3 separate regions of the Mus musculus genome follow, and regions 1 and 2 are each linked to region 3. A link is a contact called in public capture Hi-C and promoter capture Hi-C data. All regions are on one chromosome and are shown on one strand. The core of a region is the stretch at or near the end of the contact, and the rest is flanking DNA. Distances in the headings are between cores, read along the strand shown.

The links. Promoter capture Hi-C pulls out the DNA fragments that hold promoters and counts their contacts. Capture Hi-C pulls out chosen DNA fragments and counts their contacts.
Region 1: a contact with region 3 is called in a promoter capture Hi-C map of neutrophils. The contact joins the enhancer-like site here to the promoter of Fabp5 in region 3. A contact is called at or near these places in 15 of 39 promoter capture datasets (3T3-L1-derived adipocytes, the C10 cell line, the HPC-7 cell line and 11 more), 2 of 15 datasets of contacts at CTCF or cohesin (the NIH/3T3 cell line and pro-B cells), 12 of 484 Hi-C or Micro-C datasets (bone marrow-derived macrophages, cerebellum, embryonic fibroblasts and 7 more), 24 of 115 datasets of contacts at active chromatin or transcription factors (the 230-238 cell line, the SCID.adh cell line, T-cell acute lymphoblastic leukemia and 17 more) and 4 of 9 other capture datasets (adipose tissue, liver, macrophages and 1 more).
Region 2: a capture Hi-C map of macrophages shows a contact between it and region 3, with 3 times the contacts expected there. The contact joins the promoter of Zfp704 here to the promoter of Fabp5 in region 3. A contact is called at or near these places in 7 of 39 promoter capture datasets (the C10 cell line, HPC-7-derived erythroid cells, cranial neural crest and 3 more), 1 of 115 datasets of contacts at active chromatin or transcription factors (large pre-B cells) and 3 of 9 other capture datasets (adipose tissue, liver and macrophages).

What each region holds. Positions count from the first base shown.
Region 1 is chr3:10,271,449-10,275,091 of GRCm38.p6, reverse strand. It overlaps a transcript of Fabp12 not described here. Among named protein-coding and RNA genes, the nearest start is that of Fabp12, 19 kb to the right of the region's middle. Within about 2 kb of position 1,636, at least 33 of the 459 cell types and tissues checked have an H3K27ac peak or open chromatin away from gene starts, as enhancers often do. A contact at or near this core is called in acute myeloid leukemia and neutrophils, where this site is marked.
Region 2 is chr3:9,608,798-9,612,312 of GRCm38.p6, reverse strand. It overlaps Zfp704 (zinc finger protein 704), which reads left to right and starts at 2,228. Exons shown (of 9, transcript NM_133218.2): 1 at 2,228-3,043. The coding sequence starts at 2,594.
Region 3 is chr3:10,011,124-10,014,997 of GRCm38.p6, reverse strand. It overlaps Fabp5 (fatty acid binding protein 5, epidermal), which reads right to left and starts at 2,413. Exons shown (of 4, transcript NM_010634.3): 1 at 2,280-2,413; 2 at 1-27. The coding sequence starts at 2,358.

The sequences.
Region 1 (3,643 bases), core at 387-2,886, 260 kb before region 3:
TGTTCAGGAAGATAAATAAATACAGATTTTCATTTAGTCATTATCACTTGACCAGAGTACATTACAGCTGTGGAAAGTGAGAAGTCAAATCTAGAGTTTAGTCACATATGAAATTTGTACAATATTTTCCTTGTTAGGTGAGGTCTCCTTATGTAGTGCAAGATGTTCTAGAATTCCTTATGCAGCTCAGGATGGCTTAGGATTCCTTATGTAGTTCTAGCTGGCCTGGAAATCTTTGTATAGCCCAGGCTAGTCTGGCCTGGAAATCCTTGTATAGCCCAGGCTAGTCTGGAACTTACGATTTTCCTGCTTTAGTCTTCTGAATGGTGTGATTACAGGTATATGTCACTATGCCTGGCTAACAAATATTCTGTGAGTACCTGCAGCCTGCCAGATGTGAATCACGATTTCTGTGACACGTCATTTCATAGAGTCTATGCTCTTGTGTGGAATAGGGAGGTGCCTATTAGTCAGTCAGCAAACCTTAGTATTGTGTGCCAAGAACATAAAATCATCTGATGGTTTTGAAAGTGACTATGGGTGGGGTATGGACTACTTATGTGTAATTCCTGAGCTTCCTGATGGGGAAAGCATCCTAGGCAGGCTGGCTGGCCCTTCCAAGGTCTGTGAAGCTTCAGACAGGATGAGTGTAGTAAGAGCAGGGGACAGGAGTCTGTGCAAACCTGCGTGGCAAGGCTATGAGACTTCCAAAGGCCTTTCTCAAGATGTTTTGAGCGCTCTGCAATATTAGATGAATATATTTGCAAGGTTAGATAACACATTCTAAACTTGCAAACACAATGGTCAACATTCCTACAGCGGGGTAGAAGTTAAACTAATGCTGTGTTTACTGTAATTGTAATTTTACAAGTAAACAAACCAGTTTTAGAAGCACCACTTTTATTTATTATCCATCTTTTCTACTTATTATTTGACAGTTTCATAGCTATATTTAAAGCATTTTGCTCATTTGCCCCATGACCTTCTCTTACTACCCTCTTTCCACTCTTAACAAATCCTTCTCCTCCTTTCATGACTTTTTTAAAACAAAAATTACCCTCTGAATTTAATTAGGGTTGCTTCCTTGAGTGTGGGGTTATTTACTGAAAACTGGGCAAATTATCAGTTGAGTGGGCCTCATTACTGAAATCTACCCGCTCCTTGCCAACAGTAACCATTAATAGCTCCTCAACTAGAGGCGAGGCCTCATGAGTCCCGCCCCACATCTCTTTGGAAACCTTGTGCAAGACTTCTTCAGCTGAGCCCAGGTACTGGGGGTCCCTGGGTGTAACAGCCATATTGTGTCAGAATGCAGCACTTGCCTCCATTCCTCCCGTCTCCCAGCTCCTACATCTTTCTTCTTCTCTTCTGTGATCTTTTCTGAGCTTTGTGTGCAATGTAGACGTTCTCTTTAGGAGTGAGCGGTAGGCTGTCATAGTCTTCACCCTTTGGCTGACTATGCATTGACTGAAGTGACTGTACAAAGAAGCTTGTCTGACCAGGGCTGAGAGCAGCAGTAATGTACGGATACAAGCATCAGTATTTAAAACGCAGTTTGACAACATAGTTGCTCAGCAGAACAGCAGTGAAAGCTCCTCCCCTAGAGCCTCTGACCTCCTGAGCCCTGAGCTTTTTTTTGACCTGTTTTACAGCACCAGGCATGGGTGTGCTGTGTGCCGGGCCTCACGACCTGTCAGAAAGTGCAGTGTTGTCAGAAGTGCAGCGTCACCCTCACAACAGTCTTGCCGATGAGCGAGTCGTGCTTGCCTGGTCTGTGCTGTAGCACGCAGTTCACTGATGACGTTTCTCATCTGGTGGCCTAGCCAGCTAGCCAGCAAGGAGGAAGCTTCCAGTGTGCTCCACTTTGCTTTATGTTCTGTAATAAAACTGCATGGTCGTTTTAGTAATACGGTCTTACCTAAAATGATCACCATAGCTTGTGCTGTTTAGCAGCATTCGGGGGCCTCCTATTCATGAAGAAATATCCCACATCAGGACCAGGGATTTTGGCTTTATAACCTATGATTTCTGTGAGCACCATCATAAACCAATGCAGGGTACCTCAGTTCAATCTCTCTCTCTCTCTCTCTCTCTCTCTCTCTCTCTCTCTCCCTCCCTCTCTCTCTCTCTCTCTCAGATTTATTTATTTATTTATTTATTTATTTATTTATTTATTTATTTATTTAATGTAAGTGAGTACACTGTAGCTAGCTGTCTTTCAGACACACCAGAAGACAGCATCGGATTCCATTACAGATGGTTGTGAGCCACCATGTGCGTTGCTAGGAACTGAACTCACGATTTCTGGAAGAGCAGTCAGTGCTCTTAACCACTGAGCCATCTCTCCAGCCCTCAATCTCCTTTTTGTTTGTTTGTTTGTTTAAAAAAAAAACAAAATGAAAAACCAAACTAACTTGCCAAATACTGAGTTCGCATATGCTAGTTTGTCCATTCTCAGTTTTGCCTAACTACCCGGTATCCCCATCGAGAGCCTCCATCTCCCCTAAGGCCCTCATCCCACTTAGACCTTTCCATTCCCTGTATCCCTCCCTCCGTTACATGTGTTCTAATATACTCTCTACGCTTCTTAAGGCTTCTTCTCCTTCCCCCTTTAGGGGTCTTTGTTTTAGCTTCCTAGTCTCTATAAGACATGTCAAATTAAACACAAAAACTTAAAAACTTGAAATTAGGATCCACCTGTGAGAGAGACTGTGGTTCTCGTGTTTCTGTGCGGGGGTTACGTCACTCAATAGAGCAGTTTTCAGTTTCATCTACTTCCCTGCAAATTTCATAATTTTATTTTTTATAGATGAAAGTATCTCTGTCTTGCATTTGAACCACTTTTTCATTATCCATTCATTAGCTGATAGACATCTATACAGATTCAAGCCCCTCACTAGTATAACTAGAATCTGGATGCATAGATATCTCTGTGGTAGGAGCTGGGTCATAGAGTAATTCTATTCTTAATGGGCATTTATTTATTTACCATTAACTCCGGTTCATCTAAGTTCATGCTTTCTCTCTTTAAAAAGAAAAATGCCATTAAAAATCATAAAGTCAGCCAGGCATGGTGGTGCATGCCTTTAATCCTGCATTTGAGAGGCAGAGACTGGTGGATCTTTGAGTTCAAGGCCAGCCTGGTCTATGGGATGAGTTGCAGGACAACCAGGGCTGTTATACAGAGAAACTGTCTCAAAAACAAACAAACAATCAAACAAACAAAGGAACGAACGAACAAACAACCCAAAAGTTATGGGGTCTACTTTTCTTTAGGCCCACCCTAGAGTGGAGTTGATCAATACAGTGATCAGTATCAATACAGTATCACTGATCATTGTATTAAAGAAAACTTAGTTTCCTCCCTCATTAGATATCATTTGTGATGAGTTCCTTCTCTAGAGGTGTGTGCTAGTTAGCTTTATGATGGCAGCAGACTTGGTGCACTGATTTGAAGGCATGAAAGGGTCATGGTGAACAGCTGAGGTTTGGCACTGTAAGAAGCCAGGAGAGGCAGGTATAACCTCAGTAGCATTGAAGGCCCAGGACTGAAGGGGCCATGCAGAGAAGTTGAGGCTTGACACCATGAAGAAAGCCCAGCCCAGGAGAGCTTATCGGTGAAAGTGCTGTCAGTTACAGCAGA
Region 2 (3,515 bases), core at 979-3,478, 400 kb after region 3:
ACCTGGAGTCACACCATTACAGACAACTGCCTTTTCCTCCCTTAGAAGCTATTACCCGTCCATACCTTCTCAGGGCTGCAAACTCAGCCTTTCCTGCTTCTGGAAGAAGCCCTTGCCCATATTCCTGTAAGTGATCCAGTAACACTCATTCACCAAGTTCACCAAGATGGACTTTGATGGCATCCAAACTTTAGTGTGTCATGGCTTCCCTATCTGGGGTAAGTTGATAGGTGTGTTTTCTCTCCCCAGGAGAAGTTTTGTCATGACATAGATGATGAACACAGTCCCACTAAACCCCTTAGGGAGCAGTGACTTTATTGGGCTTACTTCGAAACATGAAGGAGGACTTACAAGAACATGGGTGAGCCCAAAGCAGTTGTGCCACCAGAAAGTCTTACCCAGCATGAATGATTTACCCACAGCTGCAGAGATTGGGGGGGGGGGTGTCTCCCCTTCAGTTAACCTTCCACACTCTGTAATCCAGCATCTCTGCTGGGACAGAGACAAGTGCCACTCGGGCAAAATTCCATACAAGTGGCTGGGGGACAGGCTGAGTCTCATGGAGAGGCTTTGTGCCCACTCCTCCTAAGGACAGCCAATCAGCCCGATGGCATGCAAGGATCACAGCTGTTCTGATGACCATGACAGCTGTGCTGTTAGTTGAAACAGTCGATAAGATCTCTTCTGCACCCCTCGTACAGGTCCTTGAGCCACCTGCCCACCTCTGCCAGAGACCCATATACTTAGCTGCCTCTCTCCAAATCATCTCATGAGATCAACCAAGCCACTATCTTCAATCTGGAGGAGAGCAGCTTCGCTCCTTGCCTGGGGCTACTCTTTCTAGGCTCACGGAAACAATTCACTTGCTTCTGGGAGGGTCTAGCTACATCCAAGACACACCCATAAATTACAATGCTCCAGTTAACAAGGTTTGCTCATTCTAATTTCCTGAACAGGATATTTACAGATGAAAAGTTCACTAGAAACGGTGTGTTTTGAATGCACTTTGAGGGAGATAAATTCTGGGGTGGTATCTGAAGTGGGGCAGGGAGTGCATGTGTGCACACCTGCATGTGTGCACACCTCCTCTTCAGACTGTACGCACTTCCAATTTCACTGTGGGGAGGTGTTAGCAGAGCTTTGGGACTCGAAAGGAAGGGCTGACGGAAAGGCATTTCAGAAAGGACGGACAGGACCTGTGGGCCAGTGCCTCACAGGAAGTGAGAACAAGGTGGCTTTAAAACACACCACTATTTTTGGATGTGATTACTTAAAACAGGCATTTTCTGGACGGGTGATCAGTTTCTGGGAGGACAAAGTTCATTTTAGAATCCTTGTCCTCATCCCTCTTTAGCGGTTGGAAGGTACCCCAAATAAACATTTAATGAGCCCCATCACATGTCTAGCAAGCCACGTGATGTTCAATCTCCAAGAACAATGGGCCATGTGGACACCCTTTTACTCAATTGTTGATGAATAAGGCCCTCCTAGCCCTAGCCAAAACCTATAGAATTTAGGGGCATGATCTGGATGCAGAATGTCTGGTTTACTCCCTCCGAAAGCAGCAGTCATTCATAACATGGCAAACTGGCCTTCTGCTAGCTTACATATATAAAAAGCTGAAATAACAATCTTGACCACTTGGTGTGTTGCTTTCTCTAGACTGGGACAGTGCCAGTAGACCAAACCAAGAGCAGAAAGAACACTTTTGGAATTCGGCCCATATCATATCACCAGGTAAGGACCTCAGGTGGAAACTGGAAGAAACACATAGGAGGGCCAAACCTGCACAGAGCTGAGAACATGAGGCAAGGCCTACAACCTGGTGCTCAAAGGAACCTGGTAGAGAGGGCCAGGGAAATGTTGCAGGAATCTCCATGACTGAGGACTCAGGCTGGGAACTGACCCCAAACCTGGGGTTGGCACACCTGGTCGAACTCCACTTGAGCACCAGTGGTCGCCATCTGAGAACCACTCTTGAGCAAATCTCTTAAGCAAACACCTTCCTGCCGTCTAAACCTACGCTTTTCCCACCAGAGGGAGACATGGGCCCAGGGGCAAGGGTGGCCTCAGTGTCCCAGCCAACTGCTGGGAAGCCGGCAGATTTTCAGAGAGCGCGGGTCTGGGGAAAAAAATCCAGTCCGGGTTTTGTCTGAACGGAGACCAGGAAGGCAGCGAGGACTGGGGAAGAGGGGGAGGCGGTGAAGACACGACACAAACAGCTCGCGCCCAGGACACCGCGGTAGGCCCTGAGCGCGCGGGCGCAGGGCCCGGAGAGGCGCGCGCCGGCCCGGCCGCCGGCCGCATGGAGCGCAGCGCAGCCCGCGGCTCCCGGGAGGCGCAGGCGGAGGTAGCGGCAGCGGGAGCAGCGCGCTCGCTCACACCCACCCCCGCCCGCGGCCGGCGCGCCGCCCCGCCGTAGCCGCCGGCGTCCCCGCGGGCCCGGCCAGCGAAGGCGGCGTCCGCGCGTCTGCCAGCCAGCAGCGGCGGCCAGCCCGGGAGGCGGCCCCGCAAGCCCCGCAGCCGCGCGTCTCCGGGCCCAGCCGCAGCCCGCGAGGAGCCCGGCGCTCCGGCCCGCAAGCCCGGCGCAGGCATGCAGGCCAGGCGCCTGGCCAAGCGCCCCAGCCTGGGCAGCCGCCGCGGGGGCGCTGCGCCCGCTCCCGCCCCCGAGGCCGCCGCTCTGGGGCTCCCGCCCCCCGGCCCCAGCCCGGCCGCCGCACCGGGAAGCTGGAGGCCGCCGCTGCCGCCGCCGCGCGGGACCGGCCCCTCGCGCGCTGCCGCCGCCTCGTCGCCGGTCCTGCTGCTGCTGGGCGAGGAGGACGAGGACGAGGAGGGCGCGGGCCGAAGGCGCAGGACGCGCGGGCGGGTAACGGAGAAGCCCCGAGGGGTCGCGGAGGAGGAGGACGACGACGAGGAAGAGGACGAAGAGGTGGTTGTCGAGGTGGTGGACGGCGACGAGGACGACGAGGACGCTGAGGAGCGCTTCGTGCCCCTCGGACCCGGCCGTGCGCTTCCCAAGGGCCCCGCCCGAGGCGCGGTGAAGGTGCGTGCGAGGTGCCGGGGATCGGTGGGGGGCGCAGCGGGCTCGGCGGGGCGCCGGGGCGCCGGGGAGGCCGAGCGCAGCGGCGCGGGCCGGGAGGGGTGTGTCAGGCGGCGGTGGGCAGCGCGCGGAACTGCGGCTCAGCGGCTCAGCGGCTCAGCGGCGCCCGGCGGCCTGTCGGTGCTCAGAGGCCGGGCGGATGCGTGGTCCCGCGTGCCGGTAGGCAAGGAAGGAGCGCTTCTCTGGGCAGGGTGGGGAACTTGGGAGCTGGACGAGGTCGGAGCCCCGATCGGCCTGGCATTGATATTTTATTCTGCTCTGGGGAGGCAGGAGTCTTCCTTCTCTTGTTCAAGCTTCTGGAAACTAGCCAGCAACCTGCAACACCTCCTTTCACCTGAGAACAGTTGTTGGTCGGTTCCATCACAGGCACTTGTGAAGGAGTTGGGAGCCTGTGCAGCAACAACCTAGACCTTGG
Region 3 (3,874 bases), core at 1,164-3,663:
CCATCTTCCTAAGAGCCAGTCCTACTCCTGTGGGATGGAAAATGACATAATTTGTACAATATAAGCAAGGATTCATTCCTTATCATCCCACTGGCCAGCCTCTTGTCACTCACTCACTCACTCACCGACCTGCATAGCTAGCATGTTGCTCCCATTACACATGTAAGCCTCGTGGTCATCCTGAGCTGGGGATGGGCAGGGGTGATGTCTCCACTGGACAGATGAGAGCCCGGCTTTAGCCAGAAGTGGCAGAACTCGAGGCAAGTCCCGCTCACAACAAGACTCTAATCTCAGCTACTAGCCACTGAGCTACTGGCCCTCAGAAAGTCAGGCAAGACTTTACTCCCTAACCTTAAATGACAGGACTGGCATGGTGGCACACACATGTAATTCCAGCAGCATTCCAGACATGGAGGTAAGAGGGTCAACAGTTCAAAGTCAGCCTAAGCTGCAGAGAGACCGTGTTCTCAAAACAACAATGTAAGTAAAAAAAAAAAAAAAAAAAAAACAAACAAACAAACAAAAAAAAAACAGTTGGTAGATGCTTTAAAATAAGCTTTCAATGCAAACAGCACAGTATTTTAAGTGAGTGGCATGCCTCTGGTGTCAATAAGTAGAGGGAAAACACACCCAGGGAAAGAACAAACATTTCAAAGCTGTGTGACCATGTGAGCTTCCATGGTAAGGCTTGTTCTGTATGTTAGGAACCTGACGTGCTGCTATCTGGAAACACTGTACGATTTGAGTATCTGGTTGACTTTTATGCTGTGTGGTTTGTTTATTCACAGTATGGAGTTCCACATTTCTGGGTTATGCAGTGGTTTATGTCCGTGTCCTTGATGGTAACACTCATAAGGAACCTGGGATACTTTCACAAGAAAGGAGACACTCGTCCAAGCAGGATGCTCAGCCAGGCTCCCGTGTCCCTGTGAGTCTTCTGCTGTGCTCCCCTCTACATTGCCCAGAACCTATGGGTAAGGCCTATAACCTTCCTAAGGCCACAATCTGGAGAACTAGCCACTCACAGCATAAACACCAGCTGCTTTCAAACAGTGCTCTCTACTGGCTCTCACTCACACCTGTGCGGCTTTCCACTGTGGACAAGGAAAGACACAAACCCCTAATGCATCCACATTCTGACAATAGCGTTAGCACAAACAGGATTCATCAGGAGCCAGACTTAGCCCCATAGTGTGCTGAATGTTTAAAAGAATTAAGGCTGGTTCTTAACCAGGGAGGAATACTGTGAACAGCAGCGCCTGAAGCTGCCTCCTCCTACCAGCAGTACCTCTTCCGAGAGAGTACCTTTCCGTTAACCCCATCCCACTTCCTAGCATCTGTGACAAGTGTCGATTTCGTTGTCTGTTCTGTGTTTACCAATGCATCCCTATCTTAAGAGTAGGCAAAACTGGCAACAGACAACGAGGCACTATTTCCAGTGAGGGTGAATTTGAACCTTGCCCACTCTCTGGTTAGGCTTTAAGGAGCAAGTGCTTGCTGCAAAGCCACACCCATCTTGTAGCAGTTGGCAGCCACGGCCCAGCAACAGCAGTTTCTGATTATAGTTTTCCAGCCAGGCCCAAGTCTCCTTGCTCCTCACCCTCCAGAATCAAGAGAAAGAAGTAGAACAGAACGGTCGCAAGACAACAACCATGCACAATGGATGTCTCCGCACTTCGCCCACATGCCACCAGCTGTCGACCGTGCAGCGCCGCGGGCGCCACGCCTAGCCAGTGCGGCGAGGAGAGGACCTGAGACGTGCTGCAGAGAAAGGGATATAAGCAGCATCATTCATAGCCTCTAAAGAGCTTCTGCAGAAACCACGCCCTACCACGCGGTGTCCTCTCTGAGGCGGAGATGGGGTGGAGGGGACTGGCGCCATCGAGGAACAAAAGATGGGGCAAAGGGAAAAGGAGAGTGAGTGCTGCCACGCCAGGGGAGGATGATGGGGCAGGACGGTGGCACAGGTGAGGATAGGAAGAGAAGTGGGGATAACATTAAGAGGCAACTGAGGGGCTGTTTGTAGGGGGCTCACAGCAGTACCGCTGGCACGCACCTGTGAAGGGCCGGAAGCAATGAGGGGCTGCTTCGGGGGCAAGAAGCAGAAAAGGGGAGAAGCGGGGTGACCCACCACGTGCGGAGCCGGCGACAAAGGCGGGCACTCCATCCTAACTGCCGCAAGGTGCTCCCTGCAGCTCCCCCGATCGCATGGTGGAAGGGAACCAACACATCCCCACAAGGATGAGGAGCCAGGGAGGGGTTCGGCGATAAAATCTCACCTAGCTCTTTCATGTACTCCTCAAAGCCGTGGCTTTCCATCAGGCGCCACTTCCCTTCGAGATCCTTAAGACTGGCCATGGTGGGAGGGAGAGCACAAAAGCAGCAGAGACGCGGTGGCGAGGGCGCTGTTCCGCTCCTGGCGCCATCTGCGCTTATATCGTCCTTGGTGTGGGGGTGGTGTCGGGCAGCCAATAGGAGGCGCGCCTCAGCCTGGTACCGCCCCTCGCCACGCCCGGACTTGTGCGCCTTGGGCTGTGCTGGGGGGTCTGAAGGTGCCACCCTGGCCTGGCTGCGCCGGACTGGGACGTCACGTTTCCCGCAGCTCCTGCAAGCTGCGACTCGTCTGGCGCGCCCTGTGCCTCCCTTAGTGACAGCTGCGGCACAGTCCCGTGGGCCCAGGGATCACCCCCACCCCCACCCGCGCCATCTGAGGACAGCCTGCGCGCCGTGGTCCCACTGTCCTGCCGCCTCCATTTGCTTTTGATAAGTACCTGGGAGGAACAAATTAGCCATCGCTTGGCGCTATAGGAATTGAATGGCTGATTACTGAATTAATAAACTGCAATCTCCTTAGCCCTACATCCTACTCCCTCATGAAAGAACCTTCTGACCCCACCCTCCCGCCTCCTGGGGCCTCACTGGGGCCTCTTGGTTGTCTGTCTGTGCATGCTAGACAATCCTGGCAGCAGTCTCTAAGGGAGATTACAATGCTCTACAAGTTTGTTTTCTCCACTACACTAGCAAGTTTCAGCTTAGGTAACTGTCACTTCCTGAAAAATCTTACTAGCTTCTATTCCCCGATCAGGGATCAAAACTTTTACTTCCCTCCATCCTTTGAGGGTGGCTGGCCCAGCTATGAATTAGTAAATTGCCTAGAATATACTGACTATAAAAAAAAAATTATCACTTTGATATGCACTGAAGTCCCACAAAACATAAGGCTCCAAGGACAATCCGCTGACAGTTAGATGCCATCGCCAGTCACAGAATCTGAGTGTGTGGGGAGGGGAGGCAGGGAGAGATACAGGGAGACAAAGGGAGCACATTTTATGAGACAGTGAGAAGAGGAATTGAGTAAAGGTTATGGAGCGGTCATGTAGCCCAGGCTAGCCTCTAACTCCATATGCAGCTAGTAGCTCCTGACCATCACTCTCCAGCTACCACATGCTGACATTACAGGTGTGGCCAACACCCTTGCGGAAGTTGTCATTACACAGTTACTGATCCTCACTTTCAGTGTCATTTTTAGTAAGCCACCTGTGATAGTCCATGCTTTGTTAGGATTCAGGTTTGTATTAGATAATTTGCCCAACCACAGGCCAATGTAAATGTCCTAAGTCTGTTTGAGGGCAGCTGAGCCATAATTTTTTACTAGGTTGGATATATACAATAACTCTAAGTGAATTTACTGCAGTCACGCTGCCCTGCAGCTGAGGAAGTGAACCCAGGATGGAAGACTCCTTCAGATCCACAGCACCCACACAAAAGCTGCTGCTGTGTCTGCACCTAGAACTGCAGCTCCCTGGTACAGCCCACCCGGCATTGGCAAGCTTCCGGGTCAGTCAGAGATCCTGTCGTGGCAGACAGCTGATGT